Regions from separate parts of the Mus musculus genome. Here all the other regions are linked to region 5. A link is a contact called in public HiChIP or PLAC-seq and promoter capture Hi-C data. All regions are on one chromosome and are shown on one strand. The core of a region is the stretch at or near the end of the contact, and the rest is flanking DNA. Distances in the headings are between cores, read along the strand shown. Region 1 holds the start of Retreg1 (reticulophagy regulator 1). Region 2 overlaps Gm2824 (a long non-coding RNA gene). Region 3 has its middle 87 kb from the start of Gm22810. Region 4 has its middle 54 kb from the start of Gm2824. Region 5 holds the start of Basp1 (brain abundant, membrane attached signal protein 1). Region 6 overlaps Retreg1 (reticulophagy regulator 1). Region 7 overlaps Retreg1 (reticulophagy regulator 1).

Region 1 (3,653 bases), core at 42-2,541, 430 kb after region 5:
CAGCGTTTATCAATTGTAAGTGATACCTTTTGGACTGTGAGTCTCTTGCAGGTAGAAGTCACATCCACAGGACCCAGCAGTGTACCAGGCACACAGTGGGTGGTCAACCAACTTTTGTGTGAACCCTAGACTTGTGATTCCTTCAAATACAACATTCATTTAGATAACTGTCCACGTCTAGCCTGTAATGTGTAAATAAATGTTTACATTCATAGACACAGAGGCCCTCTAGATTAGCATTACAAACTTTAACCCAGGGGCGGTGGTCTCTCTTTGCTTTGAGAACGCACCAAATTCATCCCGTGAATGCAGGCTGGATACAGAGTATGCCCAGAGGATACCAGGTACCCCTGATGCATCGACTCTCATGATTGCAGGAGGGGATTTCATTCTAGAGAAACGAACAGAGACTGGACATGCACAGCAGTCCTTTAGTTTTTCCCACAACCAGGAGAACCACATGGGGAGCTCCGGTATTCTTCGACCTCTGAGGCCGCCCTGTGACAGGCACATCGGATCTACTGAAACACCTCTAAAACTTGGCACACTAGCAGAGGCAGGCCACAGGCCACCCTCTGCCTTCTCTGCTTCCTGATCAGCTCAATGACATTCTGCAAAGAACAACTCACTTAACTGGAAGCGACTTTCACCAGCGTGTGCCCTGTGGTCTGGCGGGTCCTCACTCTTGAAATCAGAGGGCCAAACCGGTTCTTCCTTGACTCCAAGTGTGCTTTTCTTCCTTTCCCAAGTCAGCGTTTCTATCTGACACAGTTAGGCAGGGTGTTCCTGCAAGGGACCTGGACAAGGGCTGAGTCCTAAGTGCTAAAATACATGGCCAGGGGCACCCAGCTATTTTCTTCAATACTAAAGGATGGACGACTTGTCTGCTCTGGCTGGAGAAAGTGAGAATGCACCACCTTCCCCCTTTTAAAATCCAAAGCCCAGACTTCCCTTGGGGGCGAGTCCTCTACCTGGCCCCCTCAACTGGAAGGAAAGAGGAAGTATTTTCGTTGGTCCCAGGCTCTCCAGGGACGCCGCCCAGCTAGCACCCACGGATCCGAGCCCAGGATGTGCAGCCAGACCCAGGGCGGCCCCGCCCCTACACGAACTTGACCGCACCCTCTTTCCCGGCGCGGCCAGGCCTGACGTCACAAGGCACCCAGCCGCCAGCACCCCGCGGTGCGCACCCTGCGCCCCGACCGGTCCCCCGTTGTCTCCGCTGCTCTCCCGACGCTCACCGCCAGGCGCGCGCGCGCGCGTGCCCGCCCACCCGCCCGCCCGCCTCCCTCCCTGTCCCCGTCCCCATCCCCGTCCCCGCCAGCAAAACACCGCTGAAGATGGCGAGCCCGGCGCCCGAGGAGCACGCCACACAAGGATGCCCGGCTACCGAGGAGCAGCCGCCGCGGCCTGGAGTTCCCGGAGAGGAAGCAGGGCCAGAGGGCGCGGGGCCGCAGGTGGAGGAGGCCGCCGGGAGGGTGGCCGCCGCCCTGACCTGGCTGCTCGGGGAACCCGTGCTGTGGCTGGGCTGGCGCGCAGACGAGCTCCTGAGCTGGAAGAGGCCGCTGCGCAGCCTGCTCACCTTCCTGGGTGCCAACCTGCTGTTCTGGTGAGCGCTCGGGCTGGGTGGGGGCGCCCCAGAGGGCAGGTCACCTTGGGGCGCCCATGGCCGGATGTGGCCTGGCTGGGGGGGTTGCGGGGGCCTCTGCGGTGGAAGTGAAGCCTGGTCCCACTTGCTTGGTCACCTGTCTGAAACAGGTAGTCACCCATTTCAACTTTCCTCTAGACGCACTTCCCTGTGAGTGGCTGTCACCCTTGCTGCGGGTGTCCAGTCTCCAAGGGGAGGTGATGATGGTCAGCTGACCCACGTGAGCTCCTGTATCTAGGGATGGTCCAGAGCTCTTGAAAACTTCGGCCCTGGTATTGTTAACTCTCAGGTCTTGACCTGTACTTTCAAGTATGGGGGGTTCAGAGGCCCGAGGGCTTGAATTAATTTTTTGCACCCGCGGAGGCATATCTGGGCCACCTTAGGTACATTCTATATGCTGCTGCCTTCGTGGGCCACCAGAGATGGGCAGTGAATGATTTGTTTTTCTTTCCCCTGGAGGGTAGGGTTTACTGTCTTAGATCCCAGATGAGAAAGCAGGAGGTAAACAAACAGGTGGATTAGGTACAGCGCCCCGCCCCAAGACTGCACAGCTGTGGGGGTGGGGTGGAGGTGGAGGTGGGGGGTGGGTGGGTAGTAATTTCAGAGAAACTCCAGAGGGAATAGGGGAGGGATTTTCTTTGAGTAGCCCCCAATCAACAGGTTTGCCTCACCAGAAAGTGTTCTGCCTAGGTAAGCATCAGGCAGCGTCTGGCTCCATCACGGAACCATGAGCCGTATCGTCTGGTACTAGTTCATCAAGGGGGAAAAAAAACCTTTGTTTGCTAAGTGCCTTCATAACAAACAGGGCCCTCGAAGTTCCGAATAAGCAGTTTCCCTAACAAGTACCTATTTACAGGACGTAGGTTTCTTAACCCCAAAGTTGGGAAATAAATAAATGCATAAAAAGAGACGTAGCCTGTTATTTTTTTCTTCAAGATTAATAACTTGAGCAACGTGAAGGATTTTCTTCAGCTCCCCGCTGGTCTTGGTTTACTCTGAAAACGAGCTGTGTCTTGTTGCTGTCTGTGGATGTTAATTAGCTTTGGGTCTCTCAGTCTTGCTGTTTCTGGAGTTTAACCCAGGTCTCTATCCTGTTGTAAAGTTACCGTAGCCATTAAATGAAGAGGTTATATCATAGTGAGCTAGGCTGGGCAGGACACCAAGTCTTAGGGCTGGGTCTCAATGATTTACTAATAAGCAGCCTGTTTTAGGTTTTAAAGTTTTATTTACTTAAAAACACCACAGTTCTGAAGCTTGAAGGTACAAAAATGTAAACACTTTGAAAATCTTCTCCCTTTGAAAATCTCTTTCCCACGCCCATCTCGGCTTCTCAGCTTCCTCCCAGAGGCCACAGGGGCAGCTAGCTCTCTGAGTTGTTGTTGTTTTCTTTTTTTTTTTTTTTTTGGATGGTGCCTGTTTCAGCAGAAGTTCTGTGTGTTGTGCAGACTGTGAGCTGGCACACTAAGGATGGGTGGACGCCTTGCTGAGTACTCCTTGTTGTTTTCAACGCATAGAATTCCTTTCCAAGAGTGTTGAACCTCCCCAAGGAGGCTCAGCTGTAGTTCAGAGCATGCACATTTTGAGTGCGATAGCTGAGTCTTGTAGTGTGTATCATTTTGTACATATTATGGAACCGTTTAAAGGGTGAGTCCCACAAGAAAAACAGTTGGGTCAGAGGGCATGTGCCCTTGCATTTTCATGGCTGTCACTGTATTGTGGGTATGGCCGCCATACTGTTGTTGGGATTCTACCAGATTCTTTGCTCCCCGGCAGTGGGTGTGACAGCTTGCTCCTCTATGCTTTTGCCAAGAAGCTTCTGAAAATCGTTTTTCTCTTGTAAATCTAGTAAGGGGAAAGGGTACTCCGGGATGGTTTTAAATTTGCATTTGTCTAAGACTGAATGCTTTTCTTGTGTTCCAGGACACTGTGATTATCTTTTCTCTGCAGTGCCTATGTATCTGTTACAACAACTCTGGTTGTTTCTTCCCTTTAGACGTGGATCTTCTTA
Region 2 (3,722 bases), core at 279-2,778, 420 kb before region 5:
GAAATAATGTTTTATTTTGCATTTGCTTTTCTGGTGGAACACCATTTTAATAGAACCCAGCAGTGACAGTGTTGCTATTAAGTAGCTTAGGGAGGACTCTGCAGCTAAACCCCCTTGCTGCATTGGAGTGCAGACCCCAGAACCAGTGCAAAAGTAAGAGAGCTAGCAACCCTCACAGCTCTGCTCCCTGGTCACCCCCGAGCTCTGTAGGTGTAGACCAACATGAAGGGGAAACTGGTTAGATAGACTAGCTGATCAGGGTCTCCATGTTCAGTTAGAAGCCCTGGCTCAAGCAATAACATGCAGATCAATTACAGAATGCTTGATAAAACCTCTAGCCTATATACATGCATGCACACCTGAACACATATCTATACCTTCATTCAAATAAAAAAACATGCAAATGCATAGGAATGAATACTGCAGAGAGGTGCAAAAGGTAGGAGTACTCAGATTGAGTCCTCGGAGGATCATCTCATTGAAATAGGACTGACACAATAGAGAAATCAACCAACAATGTCTGCCGTCAATGATTGACAATTGTCAATGAGCTTGCCAAGCAGAATGTAATTGTTCCTGGAAAAGATTGTAACTGATATAGTAAACTTTTCCTGGCGCTTTTTCCTGATTAGACTCATGAAGGATCCCTGAATGGGTTTTCATATCCTGTGAGGAAATGGATAACATTGGATGATCTCTTGTCCAAGTGGTTAAGAATTGCATTCCAAAATCTTTCAAGAATAAGAGATCTTATAAAAACCCAAACAGGACAATAGGAGACAATGTAACAAAGAATAGTGTAATAGGAAAAAAAAATAATTCAATGTCTTATCAACAGTGGACTGAAATATTTACACTGGCCAACAGCATCAAGATAATATGCAATAGTTTGACATATTCACAAAGCACTCCATCTCTGTTACCTTCATTACATCCACAAGAGGCAAACACATTTTATATCCTGTGACTGTCACTCTGTAGAAGAGGGAAATGCGTATTCTTTCTATTTTACAATACATTTGAAAACTGCTATACAGAGGATGGAGAAACATACTATGACAGCCAACATAACTTTGAGGATCTATAACTGATTTAATGAACTATTTAAACGTAATGGTTGATTAACCTAAACATTGATTCTTTGTAAATGTCCCTCAGCTATAACTATTCATTTTTATCAATAGAGCTGATATAAATATTGTGTCATTCTTATGAAATTTCAGTGTGTTAAGAAGTACAACGAATGGCTGCTATGGGTGATTAAATGAATCTTTCAAGGAAAATAAACCTCAGATGTATGTGAATAGTTATGTCTATGTTTTTAATTGCTTGTATAGAACAAAAGAGGAGGAACTGTAGTACAAGTAGTCCACAAGGAAAGTCTCAATGGTTTTACATTGGAAATGTCTTGAGAAATAATGCTGAAGTGTTCTTGAATTGTATTTGAATTCGCACTCTTTGTTTGGCTTCCTACAGGCTCAGTGTGAATCAGCAGAGTGAGAAGGCTTCTCAAAATGTGGCTGTCATCCTGAAATAGATTAAGGAAACAGAGTGATCTGAATACAGGAATTGAAAGTAAGTGAAGCTGTACAATATCCAGACTCTCGTAAAAAAGAAAAAAATTAAAAAAACAAGTCAGTTCTCCATGGCTCCCTTGCTAAATAGGTTCACCGAGAAACTGGAACATGGCCAAGATCTATCTGCAAAGCAGCACTGCTGTGTAGAGAGTAGTTAACCTGAGAAAGTAAACACTTGCTGCATCACTTTAAGCCCCTAAGATACAGAAGTCAAAATGGAATAGGTTATACAAGAGAGTTGCTAGGGGCAGGAAGAGGACACCTGTGATATTTAGAAGAGTGATGGGGAGACCTAAGAAGTAGGTAGGAAAACCGTATGCAACTCCAACATCTGTGGGGAGAAGACAGGATCAGCTGTAAGTCTTTAAAACATCTTGGACAGACCTGGACCTGCTGCTGTAGTTTAAATACGAAATATACTCCTACAGGCTTAGGAGTGTATGAACATTGACCCCCCCCCCTCTGGCAACACTGTCTATGAAAGTTGATATGTTTTTGTATATTCTAGCTAGCAGACCTAAGACCAAAGAGGTGGGGTATAGAGGGTATAGCCACAAGCTCTCTGCTTCACAACAAACCAACATATAACATTCAGTCCTACAAGCTCCAGCTACCATGAGTTTGACCCTAACCACCATACATATCCTATAATTAGGAAATATCCCCTTAGATAGTGATATAAATAACTTGTTTCTAGCTTAATTTGTCCCAATATGTGGAAAATATATATGTTGTCCTAATAACAGGAAAGGTAACAAATTTAAAGGTCTCAAACATGTGCAGATGGTTTGATAAACGTGTAGGAAGATGTGGCTTCTATTATTACCCCTGTGTTTACTCATTGAATATAAAGCTATAGAAAAACAATATCCTCGCATCTGTATCCCTCTGATGCTAAAGAACAAATCAGTAGGGGTTCTGAGAATATCTCTCCTAGTAAGTCTCTTGAAGGTACAAGTTCCCATAGCCAGCATCCCCAACAAAACACGACTGATGTCTTCAGCATCGTTAAAGAATTCTAACATAGTTAAAGCTACATGTGGGCTCACATTCTGCCTAGCCTGTGCTGCTATTGTTAAGTGTGCAGCTCATGGGGTGGGAAAACACAGCCTAAGATTCGGGAGGCCAAAAATGGGGTTCCCTGATTCCCAGGCATCCAGTTGCTGCTGGAAAACAGAGAGGAGTTGGGAACGGAGGTTCAGGGGTCCCTGGGCTTGTGATGAGGACCCTGGGGGAAAGGAGCTCCCAAACCTACACATCCAGGAGCCACTGAGTCGTGGGGAGTTGAGAACAGAGTTGGGGGCCCCCCGCAGAGTCACCGTGTAATGATTATTAACCCAGGGCCAGGGAAATGGGGGAACTCCAACTTAGCTCATTTTCGAAAGTCCTTAGCTTAGCAGCCCTTGTCTGGAAACATAGGAGGGCCTTCTGCAAGAGACTTAAGCTGCAGCTCTGTAGGCACAGGTCTTCTCCACGCTCCCCATGGTGGTTCTTAATGGAACTGACCGTTCTTGGTTTCAAACTGTTTATTGATTGTTCATTGTTAAAAATCGGTACATACCAACCCTTCAATGTGCAGCAGAGACTAAATACCTTTTACAAGAAGGAATGCCTGGGAAGGGAAGTCTATTGGCTAATCCTTCAGGGCCTCTAGGTACCTCATTAGCATGGAGACCTACATGGGAACCATGGTCACAAGTTCTGGGACAGAAATCGAGTAGGGAGCAGAGAGACATCTACTGTCTCAAGTGGGTGCCTGGGTGCTAGGGTCTCGGGCCGACTCAACCTTACCAAGTTTCCTGGTATGGTCCACTGTACCACATGTCCATATTTCTTCTAAGTGGCTTAAAGGACAAAAGTTGAAACAAGAAGCTGATTTCATAACCTGACCTCTTTTAAATACGAAGAATTTATAATCACTAAAACTCAAACTTGGAAAGCATGGTTTCATGAATGAATATGCAGCAAACACCAAAATATGGACTAGAAGGTGAACAATTTCTTCTCATTTTTAAAGTCTAATATGAGTAGAAGTTAAGAAAAATAAAGACAGGAAAACAAACAACTAAGGAATACAGATTGTATGGATGGTTTTAATGAGACCGAGCTAAGGGACTTCTTTCCTTTTGTAATGGAAAATTTTGT
Region 3 (3,617 bases), core at 105-2,604, 510 kb before region 5:
TTAAGAAGCAATGGCCACATTTCAATGGAAAAGAAAGGACTACAGATGAATAGCTTGTCCTATAAACAATTGTCCTATTGTAATATTTGAGTGTGTTCCACCATTTGCTCTCCCGACTTGCTGTGACAGGATATTCATCGTTTCCCACTCTGAGTTGAGGACCTAGTCTAAGGGAGGAGGGCTTAAATCCACATGACTAATGTTTCCCTGCCTGATGCCCATCGAGGAAAATCTAAAGAATGGCTTTGTAAAGTTTGTGCCTGTGCTATGTATTATTGTAAAACCAGAGCCACTTTAACAACTTCATGTGAATGTCACAGCTTTTGGAAGGCTGCGTCAACCAATTGAACAACAGACATGGACACAAAAGTTCCCAGAGTAACACAACAGCTTAAGGTAACAAGTCAAAAACTACAGTAAAAGAGCAAGTAAAAAATTAAGTTATTCCGGTTCTGAGGGCAGCAATGGCTTTGTTAAAGATGATGCAGATAATGCTAGAGGGTATCAAGGAGGGACAAAGAGCAGTGTCCTGCCCAGCCATTCCACAACAGTATGAATCACTCATAGACCAAGCAAAACAAGCAAAACAAAACAAAAAGAAACGAAAACAACAACAATAACAACAACATCAACAACAAACACACCAACAGCTCTCTCTCTCTAATCAGGTATCATGAAACTGGTTTTTTTTTCACTGAAAATTAGGTAGAACTAAGTCTAAGGCTGTCCTGCTTAAGAAATTCTAAAGGCAAGCACCGAAATATTTCATATTTTCAAATTCACTCAAATCCAGTAGATTCCCAAATTATCATTGTCTTTCCAGTGATGCTTTTAAATTACACGTGGCATAATAACAATTCAGCAAATATCATGCTGCTATTCTAACTTAAAAAAAAAAATCTTAGCGATTATTCTGAAGTGAGTCAAATTTTCCTGCCATGATGTCATTGTGTTTGTGAGCACATTGTGTTCATGGTCATCATGGTGTTATCCCTTTAGGATGCAGGCTTTATCTTATATGATGATGGCTATTGTAACATACAGAGAATGCACCAACTGTGTCAGGGTTTTCAACAGCAATTTGAACACAGAATCTGTCCAGTCTAGGAACATAGCAGTAAATCCTCTCAATGCTGCCGCCACCCCTCCCCCGACCCCAAATGGGCACAGCAAGTATCCAGGGAGCTGCAAAGAAAGGTGAGACACCACTTACAGCTGGTCACGGGTGCCGTGGAGGGTAATTTAAGAAGCTGCACATGTTGCAGTGATTGTCCAAAGCATAGCAGACTGTCCAAATAGGTAATCAATCTGTTGGAGCCAGGCAGAGGGAAGGCTTCCAAGACATGATGCCAGTGGCAGAGAAATCCAGGACAGCAGACTGGAAAAAAGGATCTAAAGCAGATGGTGTGGGTTGTAGCCACCTGGACTAATTCTCTGAGTCAATTAGCAAGTGTTAGTGGTGACTATTTGAATATTTCTCCAGGCCTTAGAAGATAAAATGCCTGACTTAAGAATAGACTTTGGGTTTCAAGATTACTGACAGAGAATTGTTAATATATCTCTTTAGCCTCTGAACTACACCCATATATCATCACTAAATGTACCTCACCTGCATGCAACTGAGGCTAAACTTTATGTTTTTGAACAAGAAACCTCTGGCGTCTCTTTGTATCATAATCATGCATAAGTAGTGTTGTGCTGATGCCCTCCCTGAATTTTGGATTGCAAGTCCTTAGTAAATTAAAATGAGATGATCCTAATCATCATCGTTAGTACGAGTTCCGATCTTTAATCTACAGTTTATCAACTATTGTGTCCTGAGCCAATTCTCTCCTGAGCCACAGTTCTAACCCCTTATCATTATGAACTCCCATGAATTCCTTGACCTTTAATCTTTATCATGTCAAAGTCTCTGTGCAACCGACAGCATCACCACAGCACCTATCTTCCGTCTCTATACACACTAGACTTGAGGTGTTCTTCAGTTTTAGGCGTCTGTGTTCCCTCATATCTGAGACCAAGACCATAGCTCACACTCCTGGTCTTAACTCTGTCCCTCTCTCATGGGAATTGTCCTTCATTTCTGCTCAAACTCACTTTTACAATAGACCTGGTCTTCCCTTTCACTATAGCTCTTCACTTACTTTTCTCTTTCAACTATGGTTTCTCATTTCTCAACAAATTCTGCTCCAGGATAAAATCAGAGTTCTCCTCCTCAAATCCTCTCTTGTTGGGTTATTCAAAAGCTTTCCATTTTTTTTAACTATTATTTTTACTTATTTATTTTTGTTCTTTAGTCCAGACTTTATATCCCTCCCTGTCCATCCTCCAAGTGTTCCATATCCTACACCTCCACCCCACCCCTGCTCGACTCCAAGTGGGTGTCTCCACCCCATATCCCACCAGACCTCCCTGGGGCCCCAAGTCTCTTGAGAGTTAGGTACAGATTCTCTGACTGAGTCCAGACCTTGCAGTCCTGTGCTCTATGTGTTGGTGGCCTCATATCAGCTGGTGTATGCTGCCTGGTTGGTGACTCTGTTTCTAAGAGATCCTGGGGGTCCAGGTTAGTTGAGACTGCTGATCTTCCTATGGGGTCGCCCTCCTCCTCAGCTTCTTCCAGCTTTTCCCTAATTCAACCGCAGGTGTCACCAGCTTCTGTCCAGTGGTTGGGTGTAAATACTTGCATCTGACACTTTCATTTGCTTGTTGGGCCTTTCAGATGGCAGTCATGATAGGCCTCATTTTTTTTAGCACTCCATAGCATCAGGAATAGTGTCTGGCCTTCAGCCCTCCCCCACTTGAAGGTGTTCTAACCACCAAAGGTCATGTTCACACTTCAATCTTCTTCACTGTTGTAGATTTTCTGCTCCTGCATTACTGTTGCCTCCAGATATCCATCCTTAATCCATTTCTCTTTCTAAACAAGAGTTTGAGTAATAAAGATCTAATGTGAGAGCCTTTGTGCATGCCAGTGATTTCATTCACTGTGGAGCTAGCCTTGAAGCATGCCCAAGCTGTTTATTTCATGTAAAGACTGATCGTTGCACTTATCATGTTAACAAAATAAGACCTTCGATGTTTCAGATAAAATTCACCACATTATGGGGAGAAATTTACTTAATTCAATGGACCGTGAGTTAAACCTTATCTTGCTCAGAAAGCACTTGTACTGAGCACATGCAGAAAAATGTTTTACAAATATTTTTATTCCATGAAGATTATGGAACAATAAATTCAATGTAGGTAATCATCATAAAGAGTGTGAATCTTGCACCCAAATTTCTCTAAGGAGTTCCAGGCATGGGTTACATTAATCACCACCATAAAACTGATGTGTGCTCACCTCAGTGTACCAAAGCCAATCTTACTGATTGTGGAAACCTTGGTATTTATTCTCTCTTTTCTGCCTCAATCAAAAGTATCTATGAGTTGCCTAGTTTTCATGGCAGAAAATCTCCTATAACCCACTCTTAAGAAAATTCGGACATGTCTTAAAATTACACCTATATTTGATTTCGGTCCATCTTGCCCTCGCACCACAACAATTGAGCCTTATAGCAGTTTGTCTGAATACCATAACCCAAAAAGTGTCCCTGGTTATGAATTCTCTACATATG
Region 4 (3,529 bases), core at 853-3,352, 440 kb before region 5:
ATTATTCTATCATATGAGCGATCTTGTTGAATTTGGAGAATATGACGAATTATTTTCTGTGGTGATTGAAACAGCTTAGCTTGCAAACCTAATTCTCACACTTCAGACTACAGAACAACCAGAAAAGAAGAGAGCAGAGGTACTTTGTAACCTGAGAAAAATATTTTGGAGACAGGAGGACAGCCATTTTATATACACTGTAATTAGGATACATCGAAATTAAAAGCTTTGGCTTTTGAAATACACTTTAAATAAAATTGGGAAAAATACACAACTAAAAGTCAATGTTAAGCCGGGCGTGGGGTGCACGCCTTTAATCCCAGCACTCGGGAGGCAGAGGCAGGAGGATTTCTGAGTTCGAGGCCAGCCTGATCTACAGAGTGAGTTCCAGGACAGCCAGGGCTACACAGAGAAACCCTGTCTCGTAAAACAAACAAACAAACAAACAAACAAACAAAACAGTCAATGTTTTGGAGCATACATTTGATTCATTCTGTTCTCACACTATGTAAAGAATTCTAAGATCGTCCAATGGAAGATGAGTAAAAGCTTTTACCACAGAAATGATGGCAAATACAACATCAACTCTTAGACTAACGCTTTAATATAATACCTCTATTATATATAATATACATAAATGTGTGAATGTATATACCAGTATATATATATATATATATGTATGTGTGTGTGTGTGTGTGTGTGTGTGTGTGCTGACTATGTGTGTGTGTATGTATGTATATATATATATATATATATATGCATATATATACATATATATATATATATATATACATATATATATATATTCCACATCGGTAGCAATGCACATTTGGAAAGGGACACTTATAAACAACAATTGAATTTTCATAAAGCTTAAAGTCTTCCTGAGCTCTGCTTTGTTTCCAAATATTTTTTAGCTCTTTGTAATAAGGTAACAGTCTTCATTTAAAGACAGAGACATCTCTATAAAGCATCTCTATTCATCGTCAAGGACAAGGCAGTAAAAACTGATATGCTGGTACATGCCTGTAATCCCACTACTAAGAGGCTGAGGCAACAGGATCATGAGTTCAAGGACAGCCTGGGCCCCACAGTGAGTTAGGCTGTCCTAGTTAATATTTTGTGCTTCTGATAAAAACTCCATAACCAAAAGCAGCTTATGGAAGGAGTTTATTTTTGGCCTATGGTTGCAGAAGGACAAGTTCATCATGGTGAGGAAGCATAACAGTAAGTGGCAGGCTTGACACGAGGAGCATCGGAGAGCTCACATCTTCAAATGTAACCACAAAGCAGATAAAGCAAACTTGAAGTGAAGACAGGCTATGCGGTCTCAAAGCCAATGAAGTCCTTCCTTCACCAAGGCTGTACAACACAAGTCTCTCCACACATCACCTCCCACTGAGAACCATTTATTCAAATGACCAAGTTATGGGGGCATTTTTTTATTCAGATCACAGATAGGTCAACCCTGTCTGAAGACATTAACTCCAATTAGTTTATCAGGGGAATGGAGATTCTTTTAACTGCTGTGCACTGTGGATATATTCAACTAGAACCAAGGGCAGAGGAATGGACAGAAAGTAGGAAGGATGAGGAAAAAGAAGAAAGACAATATCTAATTTTAACCAAGCGCCTGGAGAAAAGAGTTAATTGGATCCTCCGGGGTTCTGAAACTGTGATCCTAAAACTTCCACACACAGCAGACTGATTCGCAGTTTTAAAATCTACCTCATGTCTGCCAACGGTGCTAGATCCAGAAATATCCCAAATCAGATTTCCTATATTTTCATTTAACTTTTATACAATCAACTCATGGATTATTCAGTGTTTTATAATTTATATTGTACAGAATCTCTGTACAATTATTAAAAGTAGCATGCTTTGTTATATTGCATATTGAGTCCAAATTAAAATGTATGATCTTAAACCAAGGGACGCGTATACCTTGTTTATATCAAAATGAGTGTTTCTGCCTGAGTTGAACCTGGCATGAGTTGTTTGGGCAGTTACATAAGCCTCCATTTGCTCTGCCTACATATGTCCCTGCTGGAGCTTACTGCCAAGCTCTGCAGAATTTAGATGAGGAATTTGCTCAGTCAGTACTGGAAAGCAGCATGAGAGCAGCAGGTTCTGTTCCTGGTAATGACCTAGGTCACTGGGGAAGGCAGGGCATCCAGGGGTCAAATAAATGCAAAGACAAGTGGGATCCCTGCCAAATGCCTTAGTCAAGAACCGGAGCCAAGCAGCCATCAGGATCCTCACAGCAAACACTGTGACACAAGACAGGCTGCGCTTTCTAGGGAGATCAAATCCTCTGGGATGTTCTAGAAAGGTTTTATTAGTTACCACACTGAGCCAAATCCTGTTCTACAACATCATAAAGATGCTATCCTGACAACATACGCCTGGGCTTACTGTGTGCCTTCTTACTATTGTTTTTGTTGTTTATAACGATTATTGTCTGTCACTGCACACAGTGATGTAGATAATTGCAAAGCCTCATTGCATCTTACTTCAACCAGATAATTACAAGCCTTTCAGAATCATGCCTTATTTACTCCCTTACTTCTCTCCTGGCTACCTGGGTGTGTGGCATAGACTCGGTGGTTAAATTATTTGTTGACTATATTTTGGTTCTCTTTTAAATTTAGACAGGCAATTCTATGCTAACCATTGAAAAGGTGATTGTTTAGCTTCTACTTTAGTCTCATTATGTATCTGGCAATTTGCTTAAGGTTTTTTTTTTAAACTTCATTTTTCCACACCTGCAATATATAGTTAAATAATAGTACTGCCTAAATGTAAAGATTAGAACACAATTTTGTCTGACAAACACAAACATAAAACAGACCTTTACAGTAATAAAACACATCTGTATTCATTTTCATGGAATCAGATTCTAGGTTCACAATCTTACAATTTAGAAATGTGTGATGCAAGGAATATAGAATTCATTTACATATTGTCAGATAATTCCAACTTTGGAGATTGAAAAATAATTCTAACAACAAAATCACCTAATAAATTACTCTTCATCGGTGGCTCTAGTCTTAGAACTTATATTAAAAGAGAGAAAGTGCATTGGTGGCATTCAGGAGTTTATAATTCCTTATGAAATTAATTGATGGAAAGAAAGCAAAGAAGTAATTTGCCAACTGAACTCAATTTTAAGTTCAAATTTTTTGATATTAATACATTATTCTTTCTTAAGTATTGCTCTAGTCACAAAATATTTTGTAGTTAAAAATAATAGAAAAGATACTATTAAAATGATTTGTAACACAGTTAACTAAAGACTGTCTTCATGGTAGGTGTAAGTTGCATCACTCTTTATGGAACCCAAACAACAAATACCCTTCCCTAAGGCTCCAAGGCCTGACGCTATTACTGATGCTATGGTGTGCTTATAGACAAGAGCCTAGCATGGCTATCATTTGAGAGTCCCAATAAGCAGCTGACTGAGAAAGATGTAGAAAATTATACTCAACCAATGGACTGAAGTCAGGAATCCCTGTGGTTGAATTAGGGA
Region 5 (3,535 bases), core at 604-3,103:
ATGGACAGTTCTAGAAAGGAAAATAGCACTGTGTGTTTAAAAATAAATGTATTAAATCCACAATTCCCCCTCCCTTATTTTTTTTTTTTTTTATGATTGAAATCTGTAAAAAAAGAAAAAAAAAATGGGTAAGATGTGAAACCTTGAGGTGGGAGGGGAAACAAGACCGCGACCGAGCCGCGCGGAGGGGGGGGGGGGGTGGCATTTGTGTCCAAAGGTTTTGTGAAACATTTAGGGCAAACGCCTTTGTTCCTGGGCTCCGGAGGGGAGTGGGTGGATGGATGATGGGGAGATCAGATGGGGCTGCCTGGCCCTCCACACCCTGCTCTCCGGCGCATGCGCGAGGCCAAGACAAAGGAATAGGTAATTACAGTCCCGATTCATTCATTTTGCCTGCAGTACCGGAGGTCTGTGAGCCCTTGGTATATTCCCAGGGGTAGGGGTTAATCCACACCCCAGCAGCAGTCCCCTTGATACTCGTGTTTTATTCTAGCCCGCCACGTAAGTGGCCAGTGGTCTCGGCCAAGACAGAGGTGTGTCAGCTCCCGTGCAAAATCCTGAAATCGCACCCATGTGCGCTGTGCTCCTTTGAACAGCGTGAAAATCACTGGGGCAGAGGCCGTCCACCGAGTTCGCTCCAAGGCGGAAACGTCTCGGGGGGAAGCAGATTAGGAACAGGGCCAAGCGTTCGATGAATATTCATGAAAAGAATGCGGTCCCCAGCCACGCATTGTGTGCCATCCGATCCAGGGATTCTGGTTTTTTTTTTTTTTTTTCTTTTAATGGTGTGGGGAAGCGGGAACCAGACGTTGGGTTGTAGCGTTTGAGCTACGGGGGAAAAAATCTACAGAAATCTTGGCTTGCAGAAGGGTTGAGCCCGCTCGGGCCGCGGGCTGTCAGGTTCAAGCCCACACGCCACCCCTCCTTCCCCCAGGCTGGGGCGGCGGTGGAGGCGCGCGGCCCGCTCTCTGAGCGCAAGGCTCAAAAAATAAAATAAAATGCTGGCGACGTCCACAGGTTAGTGGGAAGACAGCTCAGCCGCAGACCAGGCTGGGGGCTTTAATCTGCCCCGGACGTGCACACCGCCTTCCGAACCTCGTGTTCCTCGGTTACCCTAAACCAAGATCCAGGAGTCCCGAGGGCCAAGCCACCCCCGCCCCTTCCGATCTGACCAGATTCCGCGTCTTCTTTCTCCCTCCCCACCCCACCCCACCCCCATCCTCCATCTTCTGTTACTGCGCCCCTCACACCGAGCGCCTTCTCCGTGGCTGTGCGGGTTCCGCTGACAGAAGGCTGGGTTCAGCCCACAGAACCGTGGCCAGTGGTCTCGGTGCTGTCACCAGCGGCTCCCCACCCTCCACCCCCTCCCTCCCGAACTCGGTTCGTCCGCCTCGCCGCCACCCCCTCCAAGTCCCCCACCCTACGAAAGGCCGAAGCTGTCCACCTGGGGGAGAGCATCACCTTGGATTTCCAAATGCGACAGAACCCACATAGAGGAATCCCATGCCCACTGTGTCTACACCCGGCCGCACCCCGGCTGCACCGTTGGAGAACCCTAGGCTTCGGGGTGGGGCGGGGCCCTGGGGAACCGGTGGCCCGGAGTCCGCGGTGGCCTTAGGGACCCACGGCGCGCCTCCTTACCGGCTTTGGGTGCCTGTGGCGGCCCTGGGTGAGCGCGGTGCCTCCAAGGGGCCCGGGTGGCTGGTGTCGTCCGGCCGGGTGGCTGGTCGCTCAGCAAAGGCTCTCTCTCTCCCGGCTCGACGGCGGAGCCCGGAGCGTGGAGCGAGTTGGAGCGCTGCCGCCACCGCCGTCGCCGCTGCCGCTACTGCCGCCGCCGCTGCAGCCTCTGCATTTCTCGATCGCTCCCCCTCCCCTTCCTGCCCAGCGCCCTCCCCCCCGCGCGTCCGCCCGCCCAGCTCCTCCGCTCGCCGACCCCGCCCGCCTCGCGCCCGCCCCTCCTCTCCCAGCCCGCGGCCCGCACCCCTCCCGCTCCTTTCGCGCCCCGCCACCCAGGAGGGGGTCCCCCAACTTCTCTCCACCAGCAGCCACTGCGCCCCGAGACGCCCCGTGATCCAGCGCCCCCCCCCCGTCACCACACCCGCACAGTCACCCCCACCCACTGCTCTCCACATCCAGATCCCTTACCCGCCTCCCCAACAGTCTCTGTCAGCCCCCCTCCTCCTATTCCCTCCTTACACGCCCCTCCATTCCCCCCCCACCCCACCCCCACCCCCACCCCCGGCGGGACTGTCTGTGGATTTCTCTCCTCTCTCTGTCTCGCACACATTTTATTTGAAAGCATTGAATAAGTAGCTCAGGCTCTCGCTCAGACTTAAGGGGCTGATGAACTACGCCCCCGCCGCAACCAGCTTTCTCTGCACCCCAATCCAGCCCCGCTCCAGACGACGGGCTTAGATTCTGCTATCACGTAGGCAGTGAGCCTGGGGAAGATGCGATGCCTCCCTTGAAACCATCAAGACAGATATCCGCTGGTTTTAGGGTGTCCCCCAAGGCAAGCATCTGGGACGCCTCCGGCATATGCTCGCCCTCGGGGCCCGACCAGGAGGCTCCAGCTTTGCAAGGCGCCACCGCCCAGAGCTCAGGTCTGGGTTGGAAGGGTGGGCGGCACCGCCTCAGGGTACGTTCTCCCGACTTCGGAGAGAAAGAAAGGAAGAAATGCACCCTAGGAAAAGGGGCTTCGACTTTTTGTGCCTGTGCTTTCATGGAAGTCACCAGCTCTCGGCTGCTTAAGATGCTACTCAGAAGCGCGCCCAGCCAGGCTGTGGCCATCCGCGCCAAGTCCTCGTGTCCTGGTCGACGAGCACTTTGGGTAGCACCGCGACACACAATAGCCACCACGGTTAGGAGATATGCTCGCTATGCTTACCTGTTGGCAAAAATAAAATGCAAAATAAAAATTTAAATTTGGAAACTAACACATGGTGACATCTTCTAGAACCACAGCTCTTTCTTCAGACAAAAGCCAATTTTACCATCCCGCAAACCCATTGAGCCCTGGAAGTTCCGTTCGCGGCACTTTGGCGCCCTCTGGCTTTATCAGGGTGGCTTGCTTGTTCTGCTTCGTCCTGAAAGAATAGCGGAGGGGGGGGGGAATGGAAATGTATGTTGCCTTCTTGGTTGGATCTCCCCTCATGAGTGAAGCACAGATTTGGGATGAGCTTGCCCTCCACGTCCGGAATAACGAAACACAACTACATTTAGGGAGACGAATGCCAAAGGTAAGTGCTGTCAAAATCGCAGATTGGGGGGGGTCACTTTTTTAATAGAAAAATAAATAACAGAACTTTAATAAGATTGGCAAAGGAAGTGCCACATCTTAAACCAAAAAGTGATTGGGGGGGGGGGTGAAAATATTTGTGGTGGCTGCCACTTCCTCCCCCTCCTTTTCTTCTTTCTTTCTCCTCCTCCTCCGTCTCCTCTTCTTCTTGTTTTTTTCTTCTCTTCCTCTTCCTCTCTATCTCCCTCTTCCTCTTCCTCTTCTTTCTCCCTCTTCTCCCCATCCCTACCCCTCTAT
Region 6 (3,612 bases), core at 267-2,766, 500 kb after region 5:
TGTCTCACTACGCTCTCAACATTGGGTAGCCTGCAGTTGGTGTGAGGGGGTGTGAGATTTCCTGCCCCTCTTTCCACGGCAGCTGAGCTGAGAACGCTCAGAGCCACATTAGCATGGACTGGATGCTGTCTTTCTTATAACTCCGTTCTCTTCTGCTTACAACCACCAGTTAGATCCAGTGCTAGCTCCAGTTTCTCATTAACGGGTCTGTAGCTTTACCAGACTAGGTTATCCTAGTAAATGATTCACTGGGCTGTGAATGAAGTTTGGGAAGGGACAGAATCAAAGGGCGTGAGAAGTTCAGCCTTTCAGGGACTTTCTTCCCCGAATTTGTGCTAGGATGGGATCTGTGACATCACTCCTGGGTGACAGTAGTGTTTGTGCACGGTTTCCTTCCGAGATGGCAGAAAGCCTCTGCAGCTCTGCCACTGCAGGTATGGTCCGCCTCTGTCTGTACCTTTCCAAGCATCACCAACGCATGTGTTGACAAGGCCAAACTCATGAGCTCGGTTGGTACTTGAGAAGCCGCACGAGTTTACAGCAACTGCTCCAAGGTCATCATCAGAAAGAAAACCCCACAGACAGGCTTGTTATGTTGGTATTTTGTAGTTGGTAGGTGCTTGATTTGAGAAATTCCCTTTGGAGTCCCTAGAGCCAAATTGAAACAGTTGCAAAAGCGTGGGAGTGCTGGCCCAGAAATCTGGCCCTTGCTTGCTTCTGGGTTTGATCCTTTGCATTGTAAACAAAACACAAAATAACAAGCTTAGAACAAGGATTCTGAAGAACTGATTTTGCCAGCAAAGTGGCTCAGCAGGAAAGGACACATGCCACCAAATATAAGGGCCACCAAGTGTGAGGACCTGAATTTGAACCCTGGAATCCTCAGGGTAGAAGGAGAGGAGACTCCTCAAAGTTAATCTCTGATGTCTGTATATGTGGTGCCCCCCCACACCTATTACAGACATAAATAAACATTTTTTAGAAGAACTGATTATATATATGTGTGTATATATGTATATGTGTGTGTGTGTGTGTATGTATATATAATGTCAGACACATTCTTTTCTTAACCCAGAAAACAGAGGAATATAAACACACAAACTTTACATGGAAAAGTGTTTGGCCATGTGCTGTCTTCAAGATGAGCACATCTCTGTTCATCCCAAATGCCATCCCCACTTTCCTTATGCAAGGCTACGCTGCTTTTAAAAATAAAGGTTATTTTAAAAACATGCCACTCACTTCAGTCATATTTGATAAGTAGAGAGCCGAGGACCTGTAATTACCTGACATTAACTAGCTGCTGAATAAAATGATTGTGAAGGTCTGACAGATACTCCAAACACATTTGAGGCAAGTGCGGGACTCGATGGTTACACCTGCCAACCGCTCGTGAGCTCCTGCTCCAGAAGGAACACAGGGGCTCCAGACAAGACGAGCAGGCAGTAAGGGCCAGGCCCGGTCTTGACCTTTCCTTGTCTCCTGGCTCTCTGAGTCCCAGCTGCAGATTACGAAATGTGCCCTGGATGTTGTTTCCAGAGGGCACACGTCCCTTTGATGACAGCTTATTTCTGGATTCCTGGGGCAAATGCTTGAAGTCTGATGACATTCAGGGGTGTGTTTCCCAGGCCAGCATCTGATTAGTCACCAAATTCCAGGGACTCTCCCAGTTGGCTTGCGGTATAGCACGTGAGTCCAGAGATAAAATAACTTATTTCCTCTAGTCTCATTTTAATGGTCCACAAAGCCAAGCCTTGTTCCTTTCTCTGGGCTCTAACTGTGGATGTCGATAGGCCATTTAAAAAATGAAACCCTGTTCTTTGTGGGTAAACAGGGTTGCTAAGGCTTTTGCAGGTGGGGCTCCTTTTAAGGGTGTGTGACCTTATATCTGAAAAGGTGACTCGAGTCACCTCTGAAAAATCTTAGAAAGTAGAGTGAGACCACATCAGGTTCTTTCCGGAGCTCCTCAGTGTTACTTTAACAAGCAACGTGCTTGTCTTTCCTCTCCGTCCACAGACTGGGTCTGTGATCCCTGTCGGGGCTCAGAGGCTCAGCAGGTCTGTGCTATGCCAGGAGGAAGGGCTGTATTAGTTAAGGCCCTGGAGATCCTCTGGATTTTGCAGTACTGCCTTTAAAATGAGGACAGTGGGAGCAGCAGCCTCGCAGAGCTTCAGCCAGGATGCAGCTCACAGAGATGTAACGTTTAACAGCACTGTTGTGCCGTGCACATTGGGCTCCTCTGATCTCTGCTCTTGGTCTCTGTCGTTACTGTCATTTGATTTGAGAAGAGCCACTGATCCGAAGCTGCCTTTATGCCAAGCCCCAGACACCACAGGAGCAGAATCAAGCACTAATCCTGCAGCTGCCCAGATCCCTCACATCACAGACTCCTGTGGTCCAAGTCCCATCTCTTCATCTGTCTGTGAGGTTGGCATCTGGGTCCTCACAGTGGGAGCCAGGCGCCATCTGCTTTCCACTTTAGTGGAGTTGGGTATGTGTGGCAGGATTAAGTTTCCTAGCGTTCTCCACCACTCAGGGTTGCACCATGGCTCTGGAAATCTCTTCGGATTTGGGGTCCTGTGAGATCCATCATTTCTTTCTCTCCTGTGGCTGTGGTAAAATGGAGGGACAGGGCTGTGCTGATCTCAGTTCCTACCCCTGCTAAAACGCAGTGGTTCTGTGACTATAGCCAAAGGCAGAGAGTTCCTGCTCTAAATGTGTTTCCTCTCCCTGGTGTTTGCCCTGAGCACTGTCAAAAACACAGCAGTCACATCATGTGGAGAGGTGGAGATGACTCACTGACACATGGTACCCAAGGCCCACATGCATTTTTTTTAAGTGAGAGTGCTCTCTCTCTCTCTGTCTCCCTCTCCTTCTCCCTCTCTCCCTCTCTCCCTCTCCCTTCCCCTCTCCCTCTCCCTCTCTCTCAAAGGACTTGCCCTTTAGCAAGGAATAAGATCTTGAAATAGCGCTGGGCAGTGGTGACACAAGCCTTTAATCCCAGCACTCGGGAGGCAGAGGAGGGCGGATTTCTGAGTTCTAGGCCAGCCTGGTCTACAGAGTGAGTTGCAGGACAGCCAGGGCTACACAGAGAAACCCTGTCTTGGAAAACAAACAAACAAAAAAAATCTTGAGATCCCATTCCTTTAGGGTATAGGAAATGGCATTTAATTTCAGACATTATAGTGAGATTAAAGGGCTCAGAAGTCTCTAACATGTGTGGTAGAGCCTCTCTCTGAGAAGAGCTGTTAGACTCATCCAGCTAAGTTAGATGGGTTCTTCTGCCAGCGATGGGGGCGGGGGGGGGGGCAGGGACAGATGAGTGAGGATGACTTGGAGCTGGTCAAGGGAAATCAATTGACATTAGACCTTTCAAAACAATGTAGATATTTTTATCTATTTATTGTGTGCTGTGGCGCACATGTGGACATCAGAGGACAGTGTGAAGAAATTGCTGTTGTTCTTCCGGCCTGTGGGTCCTGGGGATTGAACTCAGGTCATGAGGTTTGGTGAAAGTCCTCTTTACCCACTGAGGCACCTTCCCAGCCCTGGTATTGGACTGTTTTGCCTAACCCTCTTGCCCAGTAGTAAGGGCTATGGTTAAAAACGTTC
Region 7 (3,906 bases), core at 351-2,850, 480 kb after region 5:
GGCCACTGGAAAATGTAGTAGTTTGAGTACAGTTTTCTTTTACCTCAGCGAAAGAATGCAATAAGCTTTAAAAAAAAATCACCGATAGTTACAGATTAATGGTGTTGGAAAGAGAACCAACTGTAAGCTCTAAAGTGGGAGCTGGACTCATTTTTAAAGAGTGCTTGACTTCCTAGGAGTATATACTATTTTCCTGAGTGCAACCTTTCTGTGAATCTCCATGCCTCCTCTACTAATACTTGAACCAACTTCTGTAAATGGGCAAAAATCCCTCCTGGACATAAGAGTCTACATGTAATAAGATCTATTTGGTCAAAATCATAAGGAGGAGGCTTTAATTAGTGTCTGTATGGACTGCTGTGTCTCAGGACTGCCCAGATTCACCATCATGGGGATGTACCATGAAAGTGGCAACATCTCTCAAACAAGAACTTGAGCCCTGGAGTTTCGCCATCGCGGTGTTCCGTGGGTTACCTTTCAAGCGGGTCATGTTTCAGTGTCCAGTCTTAACCCAACCACTATAGACGCAGTCTTTAGAAAGATTGTTTCACGTCAGTGTAGTCAGGTGTGGAGGTAACTCCTTCACGGCTAGCCTTTCTGGGAAGCTAAGCAAATTCATTTTTGTCTAGTTGAGGCATTTCAGGGATCCATGGATTTCAATTCGAGGCCAGCCTGGTCTACAAAGTGAGCTCCAGGACAGCCAGGGCTATACAGAGAAACCCTGTCTCGAAAAACAAAACCAAACAGAACAAAACAGAACAAAAAAACAAAAGAAAATTCTGTCCTCATATACACATTGCCTTCTTCCCCTTGAGCCTTTTTCTTCTTCTCACCCTTCCCCCTTTCTGAGAATAGATGCCCAGTTCCCTCACTTCCAGCAGCGTTTGCTGTTGTATCCCAGTGTACCTCGGCCTCCTGAGGCCAATACCTCACACCTCAGGATCTGAGGAGGGAAATGGGCTAGATCTTGGCAAGCCCTGCGTTCTTGTATTGACGCATAGCAGGATGCGGAGGGCTGTTGTCTTGGATATATTTTGCAACAAGTTATTCCCTCAGGAGAATGCAAGCAGGTTGCCATTTGTGGATGTGCTCTGAAGCCTTCTTTGAAGCACGCTGACCACCCTGGAGGTTGAGCACCTGAGTACTTTGCACTCACTGGGTGTTCACCCTGGCCGGACCTTAGGTGTGATTTCAATGAGTTACAAAAATCCGAGGAACCAGGAAAGGAGGGACTGAAGGACTTGGCTTCTGAGTGCGGGGGCCAGACTGAAAACGGGACTGTGCGGAAGTCCTTCAGCTTTGGCTGTCAGGGCCCACCAAGGCCTTCAGTTTTTATTTAAACCAGCCATTTGGTAGTCACACCGTGGAGATGAATGTCCTTGAAAACCCTCCTCACGGAAAAGCTGTCTCCTTCAAAACATTGAGGAGGGGAAAGCTGAAGTCTACCAGCCTAGAGTCTCTGCTTCTTAAATCAGATTGCCTAAGCAGGCCTGTAATCTCAGTGACTTGGAGGCCAAGGCGCGGGGATCAGAAGTTTGAGGCCTGCCTGGGCTCCGGAGGAAGTGCAAAACCACAAGGGGCTGCTGATCGAGATCCTGTCTGAAAATAGAAAGAGGATCTGGCTCTGTAGTGCAATGCTCACCAATGTGCACCGGCCTCAGGTCCCGGGCCTTAACGATGCAAAAGGAAAGAAAGGCAGGCTAACATGGAGAAAGTTAATGTCTGTGCCTAGTTGTGCAGAAGCGGCAGGATCGATGGTTCCCTGTGGCTGATGTAACGAATTAACCACACACTTGGCGGCTCAAAGTTCTCCACAGCTCTGGAAGCCATCAGTTCAAACAACACACCAGTGGGTCTATACTTAACGTGGAGGCTCTAGTGAAGGACCCACCCCTGTCTCTTCCTGACTTTAGTTGGTGCTGTTGCCCCTGGGTTAAAGCGACAACATCATCACAGTCCTCTGCTCTCTGATCTCTGTGCTTGCTCAGACCTGCCTCCCAGCTCTCTGCCAGGAATACTTGTGATTATAATGGGTGCCCACCTGGGTGACAGAGGGTGATCGGCTCTCTTCTTAATATAATGGTACTTGTAAAGTCCCCTTTTCTCTATGAAGCAACATTCACAAATACAAAGCCTGCTTTGGTGACAACACCACTTTATCCTGTAACAGAAATGAACCACTCCTTTTTTTTTAAAGATTTATTTTATGCACATGAATACATTGTAGCTGTCTTTAGACACATCAGATCTCATTCCAGATGGTTGTGAGCCACCAAGTGGTTGCTGAGAATTGAAGTCAGGACCTCTGGAAGAGCAGTCAGTGCTCTTAACCACTGAGCCACCTCTCCAGCCTGAGAACCCATTTTTTTAAAGATATTTTCTTCATTTACATTTCAAATGCTATCCTGAAAGTCCCCTATACCCTTCCCCCTGCCCTGCTCCCCAACTCACCCACTCCTGCTTCTTGACCCTGGCATTTCCCCTGTACTGTGGCATATAATCTTCGCAAGACCAAGGGGCCTCTTCCCAGTGGTGGCCGACTAGGCCATCTTCTGCTACATATGCAGCTAGAGACACAAGCTCTGGGGGTACTGGTTAGTTCATATTGTTGTTCCTCCTATATGGTTGCAGCCCCCTTTAGCTCCTTGGGTACTTTCTCTAGCTCCTCCATTGGGGGCCCTGTGTTCCACCCAATAGATGACTGTGAGCATCCACTTCTGTATTTGCTAGGCAGTGGCATAGCCTCACCAGAGACAGCGATATCAGGGTCCTGTCAGCAAAATCTTGCTGGCATATGCAATAGTGTCTGGGTTTGGTGGCTGTTTACAGGATGGATCCCCGGGTGGGGCAGTCTCTGGATGGTTCTTCCTTCCCCTGAGAACCCATTCTTATGCCACAGATTTGAATCTGGTTCAGGTGAAAGGTTACCGTGAGTGACAGTCTTCACTGTGGCTGTCTCCCCTGTTTAGCTGGCACAGTCAGGACATCCTGGACTCTGCCTTCTCATCAGTCAGGCTATGACAAGTGTCTTTTTGAGGCAAGGTTACTTGTAAGCACCATTTTCTAATGAGGATGTGGACTCTGCCTTCATCCCTGACCAGGCCTCTACAGCAGGCTCATCTTCCTCCTGGGGTTCTCACTGAGTGAGCATAGCATTTCTATGTTTGACAAAAGGAAAAAAAGGAAAAGATGGGCTCCCTTCTTCTGCTCTCTCCAAGGACTGGCTGGGGAAACCCTAGGGCCTTCTTTGTCCCTCTTCACTGAGTCTTTTAGGACAAAGGCCCAATTGAGCCTTGTGAATGGCTGGCTGGAGATGGCAGCAGGGCTTCCAGCCCAGCACAGTGCTGGCTGCACTCGGCTCCTCTTAGGGAGACATAGGCTTCGTTGCAAGCTATATCTAGAAGCAGCTGTGGGGTCATGGCAGCTCCCATGAATCACTCAGAGACCCTGCTTCTGCTCACAACAGCAGCCAGTAAAGTCCTGGGCAGCAGAGCTTTCTGGGACCTGATGCCTCTTTCCCTCTCTGAGCTGCTCACTTCCCACATTCTTGGCTACAGATACGAACTTTGCTGGTCATGACCTTAATTGTATCCTTTCCCCAATGATTTTTTTTGCACTATGAATTCCCTCATTTTAAGTGCACATCCCTAAGAACTTAACTGAAGTTTTTCATTTTAGGATACAGGAACCCTGTATTCACTGAGAGGCAAGAAAAGCCCTCGCTGCCCCCTCCTCCCCTTCCTCCTCCTCCCCCTTCTTCCCTTCTTCCTCCTCCCCTTCTTCCTCCCCTTCCTCTTCCTCCTTCTCCTCCTCCTCTTCTCCCTCTTCTTCCTCCTCCTTCTCCTCCTCCTCCTCCTCCTCCTCCTTCTCTTCTTCCTTTCTGCCCCCATCATCCTCCCTGACACA

Evidence for each region. Promoter capture Hi-C pulls out the DNA fragments that hold promoters and counts their contacts. HiChIP or PLAC-seq counts read pairs in DNA pulled down with a chosen protein or histone mark.
Region 1: a promoter capture Hi-C map of liver shows a contact between it and region 5, with 2.5 times the contacts expected there. The contact joins the promoter of Retreg1 here to the promoter of Basp1 in region 5. A contact is called at or near these places in 3 of 39 promoter capture datasets (the 3T3-L1 cell line and liver), 1 of 484 Hi-C or Micro-C datasets (embryonic stem cells), 2 of 115 datasets of contacts at active chromatin or transcription factors (bone marrow-derived macrophages and stem cell-derived neural progenitor cells) and 1 of 9 other capture datasets (embryonic stem cells).
Region 2: an H3K4me3 HiChIP or PLAC-seq map of forebrain shows a contact between it and region 5, with 7 times the contacts expected there. The contact joins the enhancer-like site here to the promoter of Basp1 in region 5. A contact is called at or near these places in 16 of 39 promoter capture datasets (the 3T3-L1 cell line, 3T3-L1-derived adipocytes, the HPC-7 cell line and 9 more), 9 of 484 Hi-C or Micro-C datasets (cerebellum, cerebral cortex, embryonic fibroblasts and 6 more), 21 of 115 datasets of contacts at active chromatin or transcription factors (the NIH/3T3 cell line, VIP interneurons, bone marrow-derived dendritic cells and 14 more) and 3 of 9 other capture datasets (adipose tissue, embryonic stem cells and liver).
Region 3: an H3K4me3 HiChIP or PLAC-seq map of neural tube shows a contact between it and region 5, with 6 times the contacts expected there. The contact joins the enhancer-like site here to the promoter of Basp1 in region 5. A contact is called at or near these places in 16 of 39 promoter capture datasets (the 3T3-L1 cell line, 3T3-L1-derived adipocytes, the HPC-7 cell line and 12 more), 7 of 484 Hi-C or Micro-C datasets (the F1.1 cell line, the HPC-7 cell line, cerebellum and 4 more), 17 of 115 datasets of contacts at active chromatin or transcription factors (astrocytes, bone marrow-derived macrophages, craniofacial prominence and 9 more) and 1 of 9 other capture datasets (embryonic stem cells).
Region 4: a contact with region 5 is called in a promoter capture Hi-C map of hippocampal neurons, with 5 times the contacts expected there. The contact joins the enhancer-like site here to the promoter of Basp1 in region 5. A contact is called at or near these places in 19 of 39 promoter capture datasets (the 3T3-L1 cell line, 3T3-L1-derived adipocytes, the HPC-7 cell line and 12 more), 10 of 484 Hi-C or Micro-C datasets (cerebellum, cerebral cortex, cortical neurons and 4 more) and 20 of 115 datasets of contacts at active chromatin or transcription factors (a beta-TC-6 cell line, bone marrow-derived macrophages, craniofacial prominence and 12 more).
Region 6: an H3K27ac HiChIP or PLAC-seq map of extraembryonic endoderm stem cells shows a contact between it and region 5, with 3 times the contacts expected there. The contact joins the enhancer-like site here to the promoter of Basp1 in region 5. A contact is called at or near these places in 1 of 484 Hi-C or Micro-C datasets (the BV-2 cell line), 4 of 115 datasets of contacts at active chromatin or transcription factors (the NIH/3T3 cell line, embryonic stem cells, extraembryonic endoderm stem cells and 1 more) and 2 of 9 other capture datasets (adipose tissue and embryonic stem cells).
Region 7: a contact with region 5 is called in an H3K4me3 HiChIP or PLAC-seq map of bone marrow-derived macrophages, with 4 times the contacts expected there. The contact joins the enhancer-like site here to the promoter of Basp1 in region 5. A contact is called at or near these places in 2 of 39 promoter capture datasets (embryonic stem cells and liver), 1 of 484 Hi-C or Micro-C datasets (the BV-2 cell line), 2 of 115 datasets of contacts at active chromatin or transcription factors (bone marrow-derived macrophages and embryonic stem cells) and 2 of 9 other capture datasets (adipose tissue and embryonic stem cells).

What each region holds. Positions count from the first base shown.
Region 1 is chr15:25,842,007-25,845,659 of GRCm38.p6, forward strand. It overlaps Retreg1 (reticulophagy regulator 1), which reads left to right and starts at 1,292. Exons shown (of 9, transcript NM_001034851.2): 1 at 1,292-1,606. The coding sequence starts at 1,338.
Region 2 is chr15:24,988,668-24,992,389 of GRCm38.p6, forward strand. All of the region lies in intron 3 of Gm2824 (a long non-coding RNA gene), which reads right to left. Among named protein-coding and RNA genes, the nearest start is that of Gm2824, 32 kb to the right of the region's middle. Within about 2 kb of position 1,529, at least 11 of the 459 cell types and tissues checked have an H3K27ac peak or open chromatin away from gene starts, as enhancers often do. A contact at or near this core is called in forebrain and microglia, where this site is marked.
Region 3 is chr15:24,905,852-24,909,468 of GRCm38.p6, forward strand. No RefSeq gene overlaps it. Among named protein-coding and RNA genes, the nearest start is that of Gm22810, 87 kb to the left of the region's middle. Within about 2 kb of position 1,355, at least 5 of the 459 cell types and tissues checked have an H3K27ac peak or open chromatin away from gene starts, as enhancers often do. A contact at or near this core is called in cerebellum and neural tube, where this site is marked.
Region 4 is chr15:24,967,414-24,970,942 of GRCm38.p6, forward strand. No RefSeq gene overlaps it. Among named protein-coding and RNA genes, the nearest start is that of Gm2824, 54 kb to the right of the region's middle. Within about 2 kb of position 2,103, at least 36 of the 459 cell types and tissues checked have an H3K27ac peak or open chromatin away from gene starts, as enhancers often do. A contact at or near this core is called in cerebral cortex, cortical neurons, forebrain and 1 more, where this site is marked.
Region 5 is chr15:25,411,911-25,415,445 of GRCm38.p6, forward strand. It overlaps Basp1 (brain abundant, membrane attached signal protein 1), which reads right to left and starts at 1,854. Exons shown (of 2, transcript NM_027395.2): 1 at 1,642-1,854. It overlaps Gm48957 (predicted gene, 48957), which reads left to right and starts at 2,280. Exons shown (of 4, transcript NR_168943.1): 1 at 2,280-3,239.
Region 6 is chr15:25,913,660-25,917,271 of GRCm38.p6, forward strand. All of the region lies in intron 3 of Retreg1 (reticulophagy regulator 1), which reads left to right. Among named protein-coding and RNA genes, the nearest start is that of Mir7212, 33 kb to the right of the region's middle. Within about 2 kb of position 1,517, at least 128 of the 459 cell types and tissues checked have an H3K27ac peak or open chromatin away from gene starts, as enhancers often do. A contact at or near this core is called in the BV-2 cell line, the NIH/3T3 cell line, adipose tissue and 1 more, where this site is marked.
Region 7 is chr15:25,890,176-25,894,081 of GRCm38.p6, forward strand. The region is part of intron 2 of Retreg1 (reticulophagy regulator 1); the gene reads left to right. Among named protein-coding and RNA genes, the nearest start is that of Retreg1, 49 kb to the left of the region's middle. Within about 2 kb of position 1,601, at least 76 of the 459 cell types and tissues checked have an H3K27ac peak or open chromatin away from gene starts, as enhancers often do. A contact at or near this core is called in the BV-2 cell line, adipose tissue and bone marrow-derived macrophages, where this site is marked.